Linked DNA regions of Zea mays: region 1 is linked to region 2. A link is a contact called in public Hi-C data. All regions are on one chromosome and are shown on one strand. Each heading gives the region's core, a stretch centred on a gene start, on an enhancer-like site or on the middle of the called end of the contact. The rest is flanking DNA. Distances are from core to core; before and after follow the strand shown.

Region 1 (3,284 bases), core at 562-3,061, 100 kb after region 2:
TGTCCTTTGAGAATGTTAAGTAAAATTTGTTCTGAACCCATAGGTGAAGGTTTAATTATTCGGGGATCTGGAGATCATAAATCCAACCTTTTATTGTCGTAATTGCAGAAAAAATACTCATCATATTTCTCAATACCCCAAGGTGAGAAATAAAGAGGAGAGAAATAAAAAAGAATTGGATAAGTCTTCTGTTGAAGCCATTTTTATTGAAACTTTGGATAGTGAAGAAGCTCTGTTTGTTACCTCAATTGAAAAATGCTCTTCTTGGGTTCTCGATTTCGCTTACATTTTTCATATTTGTTCGCATAGAGATTGGTTTTCTGATTATGTTCAGTCTCATGTTGGTGAGGTTGTTATTGGAGGTGGATCCACATGTGAGATTATTGGAATCAACTCTATTTATATCCAAGTTCATGATGGCAGTATTAAGAAACTTATCGATGTCCGCTTTGTTTCAGAATTGAAGAGAAATCTTATTTCTTTGAGCACTTTAGAAGCAATGAGATTCAATTTTGCTGCTATTGATGGTGTTGTTAAGGTTTCACGCGGCAACTGTATTATGTTGAAGGGCAACCGTTTGAATAATCTCAATTACTTGCAATGTTCAACAGTTGATGCTGAATCTGTTTTTATTGCGTTTCAAAAGAGAGGTTATTTTGATGATACGAAGCCGTGCTCCAGTTTCAAGTCTAATGATTTCTTAGACTTGGTTGATATTCAAATTTAGCATCCTAGTGGCGTTTGGGGAAACAGTTTTATAGATTTAGCGTCAAGGGGAAATTTGTTTGATAAGATCATGTGACACTATCTCTATCTCATTTGCCTATATAAATAGGTCCCCTTGTATCATGTACTCGAACAACATATAATATATCTATTTTTTCGTGGTTTTTTTCTCCTCCACATTGGAGGAGTTTTCCACATTAAACTCTGTGTCTCCTTTTCCCCACCTACGATCCTAACAGATTGGTTAGCTGGACAAGCACACCCACGCTTGCTTGCCCGATCCAGACTGACCGAAAACATGTATTTTTGGCGTATGAGTGGATGTAGCTAAAGAGACCTCAAAATGATTTGTTCTGTATTTACTCGTATAACTCATGCTCTAGATATATAGGGACCAAACAAATGCTTAGATAAAGTCAATGCACGCGGTGACGCAGGACGAGACGATGCGGCCAACTTATATGTTCTTGGCTGTCTGTGTCCATGTCGTCGCCTTTTATTACGACGACGACGGCGGCACAAGATGGACGTAGCAGATATCGCACTGCTGTGTTTTCAGATGTTGATGAGTGTGCCGCCGTCAATGTTCCACGGCCATGCCCTGTCCAATGCACCAACATACCTTGCCCAAAATGCTAGTCTACGAGTGCGTTCCCAACGGCACCCTGATCGCGCTTGAGTCTTCTGCTCTTTAAGCTTACCTTCATTCATGGGCTTCACCTCCAACAATCCTTCATCGTGCTGTCAAATCTTCTAATACAACTCTTCGTCTCCTCGATGAGAAAGAACTATGCTGCGATGGTATCAGACTTTGCGGCCTCCATACTGGCAGGCACCGACTGGGACTGGCAGTGGCAGGTCCTCAGTTCACGACTCTTGAGTCTGAGCACACGCATACTTGCCAGCTGACGGATAAGAGTGACATGTACTATACAGCTTTGGTGTTGTTCTTCTAGAACATGACCCTGAACGAAGAGATGGAGCCTGTTCGGGCAATCGTCGCTCGGCAGCTTGGAGATTGTCCAGCACTCGGAAATTTCAGCATGTGCATGGAGACGAGGATTCTGCAAGGCCTGCTGCCTGCTGGAGTCTGGGAGTTAGATTCGGTCCAATCTCTACTACGCGGGCCGGCCCAAAAATAAACTGAGCAAGTGGAGGTTACGAACTTTTATTCAAGGCATACTCTTTTTTTAAACGAACCGGCAAGAGATCTACCCGTTATATTAAAAAGAAGGAGCCTAAAGTGGGCAGGTTTAAAATACAAAGACACCCCACAAAAACATGACCAAGCCGAAAAAACACAAACAAACAAGACTAATCTAAAAGGAGACTAGGAGAAAAACCAAGTTCAAACACACAAAACTAAAGAGATGCTAGAAGATTAGCCAGCTGGTTGGCTCCTGCACATATCCAGGCTGATACCTCAGATATAATAGATGCGAGAATCTGAGCACATATGGAGGATTTGTGGTCGAAAATCCTAGCATTTCTCACACACCAGACCATCCAATTCGCTAGAATTAAGAGGCTTCTCAAGCCCATCATGTTGCAACCTTATCTTGAGTTGTAGCTAGGGACGTCCACCATTGTAGGACATACTCATTGCGGTCCCAGTTACTTGGACTAAGGCCCTCCACCGCTGCCCGTACAGCCACCCCTCCCCAAATCCGCTTGGTTAAACGACACTCAACGAAGAGATGCAATCCTGACTTTAAAGTTTGCCCACATAATGCACAGGCAGCGTTGTGGGGCCAATCCCTCTTCGCAAGACGATCTGTTGTCCAAATTCTATTTTGGATGGCTAACCAATTGAAGAATTTATATTTCGGTGGCGCCCATACCTTCCAAATGATCCAGTTCATATTTGTAAGCTCAGAGCCGAGGAATTAGGCAAGGTCTGCTGATTTCGCCAAATACTGTCGATCTTCTGAGAGTTTCCAACTAATAGAGTCACAAATACCTGGTTGCAAGGATATTCTTTGCAAAATTGACCAAAGCCTACAGTACTCCCCAATGTGTTGCTTTGTCACCTCAACAGAAAATAGGTTGTGGTCCCTAATCCAAGTATGATTCGACACAGCGCCTCACTCAAAGATCTGTTCTTTCTTTGGGACACATTGAAAATGAGAGGCGCAATGTCCTTCAGTATTAACCCTTGCACCCACGCATCATTCCAAAAGGACACCTTTGTCCCGTCTCCCACCAAAATCGATGTCACTGCTGCGAAGAGCTGTCGATCTTTTGTCATGCAAGGGAGTTCCAAGGCCGTCTAGAGCCTAGTTGATGAAGCCCAATCTTGCCATAGCCAACGCAAACGCAAGGTCCTTGCAAATTTGGTTAAATGAAGGATACCCAAGCCTCCGCACTCTTTTGGCCTTGCGGAACGGAGCCAATTTACCTTGCATTTACCTCCCGTAATTTGTGCACACCCAGCCCAAAGGAATTTTTTCCTTCTCGAGACAATTAAATTCAATATTTCCTTAGGAGCCCGTAAAGCAGAGAGAAGGTAGATTGTTTGGGAGGTAATGACTGACTTAACTAAAGTTAGTCTACCAACC
Region 2 (3,140 bases), core at 383-2,882:
TCCTTGAGAAACTATCATTCAACACAACTTCACAGCAGAGTATGAGGCAGCTGTTGAGAAGGAAAACATGTATCTTCCTAGCTATAACTGTGTCTTTTGCACCAATCAGATTGAAGAATCTTTGCAGCACTTGCTCATTCTCTGTCCATTTGCTTCTGCCTGTTGGAACCTAGTTAATATGCAGACAAGTTCAAACATGAACCCTTTTGAATGTCTTCATCAGTTCAAGCAACCAACTCAACACGCCCTTCTTTATGAAAATTATCATCATTATGTACTGGAGCATTTGGAAGGCAAGAGATGATCTAATTTTCCAAGGAATCCAACCATCTGTTTTCGCTTCCAAGAAAATGACTATTTTCTCTGTTCACCATGAGGGTGAAGCAGAGCCACTTCCCTCTAATTGGTACATGGCTGGAAAACTTAATTTAATTCGGTTAATTTTCTTCGTTTCAACTCTTTACTTTTTATTTAATACTCATAATTCACAAAAAAAAAATCAACAGCGGAGAAGAAAATTACCGACACCACAAGCTGCTAGATACAATGCCAGGGGAGAGCCCAAACCTCCAGCCCCAACAACTAAAATCGACGACTGTGACAGCTTCCGCTGGCCTGCCAGAAAGATGACAAAGGTCAGAGGATCAGCCGAAACGAGCGTGCTAACTGCACCGTTTTCCCCAGCAATATGCTGCGATTGTGATGACACATCTGAAGCAGAAGAGACAAGCAACTATATGACAGTGCTTCCTCCGTTCCAAATTATAATACATTCCACTAAAAAACTTTGTTGAAGAGTCAAATGACCTTAACTTTGACCAAAATTAATGATAGGTTTGGCCAAAATTATATAAATAATCATAAAGATTTATGTCATAAAATAGGGGTAGTATGAAAATATAATTAATAAAAATCAAATATATTTATTTAGTTTCCTAATTATTATTATTTTATTATATAAATTTAGTTAGCTCTAAAAATGTTAGAACAAGAGGGACGGAGTGAGGAGTAAACAATGAGACTTTGGAGGCAGCAAGCCGTGACGAGTGAAACTAAACAACTGACCTTCGACCCCGAAGTCCGGGAGAAGGAGGTGGCGGCTGTACCGGTAGATCATATCCGCCGGGAGGCTACCGTCCGGAGCAAACTCGTTACCCACGCGGCTCTGGCACGCTCCACTCCCGCCGCACGCATCGTCCCCTACTCCTTTCCCCGCCGCCGCACCGTTGAATCCCGCAGGCCCTGCCTCGAGCTGCGATTCCAGCAGCCGTATCCGGCCGTCGAGCTCCTCCCGCTCTGCCCGAAGCTTCTTCAGCTCCCGCTCTATGGCCTCCCTCCTGCCGCCCATCCCTCCGCGGCTCCGCACCTGAACGCTTTGCTCACTTCTGCCGTGTCGCCTCAACCGCCGAAATGGTCTCGCCACAGCCGCCAAAATTAACTAACCACGTCTTTTCCACGCGGGCTCGGCCCACGTAAACAAATACGTAAACCTAGGCCCACGTAAACGCTTACGTAAAGCCTGGAGCACAGTCTGACCCACGCAGTAGTAGATGTGCTTTAAAGTGCGGCCCAATAAGAGACCACTTTGAGCTAGAGGCGAGGGCGAGGTATTCGGTCAACGATCGGTCGGGACTCCGGACTCGGGAGTCGGCACTCGGGTCTCGACGTCTCGTCTCGTCTCGTCTCGCCTGCCCGCAGCCCCTTGGCTTCGTTCCATCCGGCTTCTCGGCGGCGGCGGAGAGGAGGGGGATGGCGCACCGGCTGCTGCGGGACGCGCAGGCGGACGGGTGGGAGCGGTCGGACTTCCCCATCATCTGCGAGTCATGCCTCGGCGACAACCCCTACGTCCGGATGGTAACACATCAAACCCTAGCCCTACCTGAATGATTTGTGTGCTTCTCTTTGGCGTCGTTATCCGATTTGTGGCCGGTGGTCCGCTTGATTTGGTTTCGTCTGTGATTTCTTATGCTCGACGGGAACTAGGTCTAGGTTTCGCTGCGTCGAATTCTGTGCACGTTTTTTTTTTTTGGCATATTGCCTTCTTTGTGAAATTGTCTCTTATAGATGTGTTATTAAACTTGGGATTGGATCTTTGAGGAAGTCTGATGCAGTGATGCTTGCTTCGGGATTGTGCTCTGCAAAATGCTAAATTACTGGTAGTGGTTTGGAAACCGTTTGGTTCGCTTGCTTCTCCTCATCATACCTTGCTTAGCCAGGAAATGGAAAGAGGTAGCTGTTTGATTTGGGAGGCTTGTTTTTCTTGGGGCTTGTGCTGCCAAGAAAATATCATGCTACCATTGGAGAGCTGATTCGGCTGTTTCCAACCACGAGGTAGGGCAGACCCTTGCTAGCTAGGAAAGGCAATCTCTGCCTCAGAACTGAACAGCCCTGGTTTCCATTAATTTCACCCCAAGTAGCCACTGTTGATGATTCTGCAAGAGCAGTAGTGCAGTAAGGTGGTTTCGCCATGCGCATAGTGTGATTAGCAAGATGAGTGATAGATTTAAGCCAGTTATAACCAGGGTAAATTAGTTTCTAGAATGCTAACAAATTAAACTAGCTAACCAATTGGTTTTGCCATATGCAATACACATCATGTAGTACCAGATAGGTGTTGTGTAATACATGAATGGGAATAACTTTCCATTTAGTTGCTCCTTATTTTGCATTTGCTTCAGTATTTCATGTAAATATGATTCACTGACTCTTGTTTTTCTTTGCAGTTAAGAGCTGAATATGACAAAGAATGCAAAATTTGTGCACGTCCTTTTACTGTATTCCGGTGGCGTCCTGGGCGAGATGCAAGGTACAAGAAGACTGAGATCTGCCAGACATGTTGCAAGCTAAAGAATGTCTGCCAGGTCTGCCTGCTGGATCTTGAATATGGTCTGCCTGTTCAGGTCCGAGATACAGCACTCTCTATCAATTCCAATGATGCAATTCCAAGGAGTGATGTCAATCGCGAATATTTTGCAGAAGAGCATGATAGGAGGGTATGTTTCTCTTCCAATATTAAATCTTGATGCTGATGTTAATTTCTTTCCTATTACCCAAAATCTAAGACAAATTGTATTCTTCAGGTTGTTTGTTCATTTGAAATCTGAAATGAAGATATCACGTACTACCTCCATCTTTTTATA

What was found. A called contact is a pair of places that touch in the nucleus more often than the background predicts.
Region 1: a Hi-C map of leaf shows a contact between it and region 2, with 4 times the contacts expected there. The contact joins the enhancer-like site here to the promoter of LOC100285059 in region 2. A contact is called at or near these places in 9 of 25 Hi-C or Micro-C datasets (bundle sheath, ear, leaf and 1 more) and 1 of 3 datasets of contacts at active chromatin or transcription factors (seedling).

What each region holds. Positions count from the first base shown.
Region 1 is chr9:17,329,065-17,332,348 of Zm-B73-REFERENCE-NAM-5.0, forward strand. No RefSeq gene overlaps it. Among protein-coding and RNA genes, the nearest start is that of LOC100272850, 24 kb to the left of the region's middle. Within about 2 kb of position 1,812, at least 12 of the 20 cell types and tissues checked have an H3K27ac peak or open chromatin away from gene starts, as enhancers often do. A contact at or near this core is called in bundle sheath, ear, leaf and 2 more, where this site is marked.
Region 2 is chr9:17,229,456-17,232,595 of Zm-B73-REFERENCE-NAM-5.0, forward strand. LOC100285059 reads left to right here and starts at 1,633. Exons shown (of 4, transcript NM_001372164.1): 1 at 1,633-1,854; 2 at 2,724-2,993. The coding sequence starts at 1,750. It overlaps LOC103638013 (adenylyltransferase and sulfurtransferase MOCS3-1), which reads right to left and starts at 1,414. Exons shown (of 10, transcript NM_001301626.1): 1 at 1,066-1,414; 2 at 523-615. The coding sequence starts at 1,348.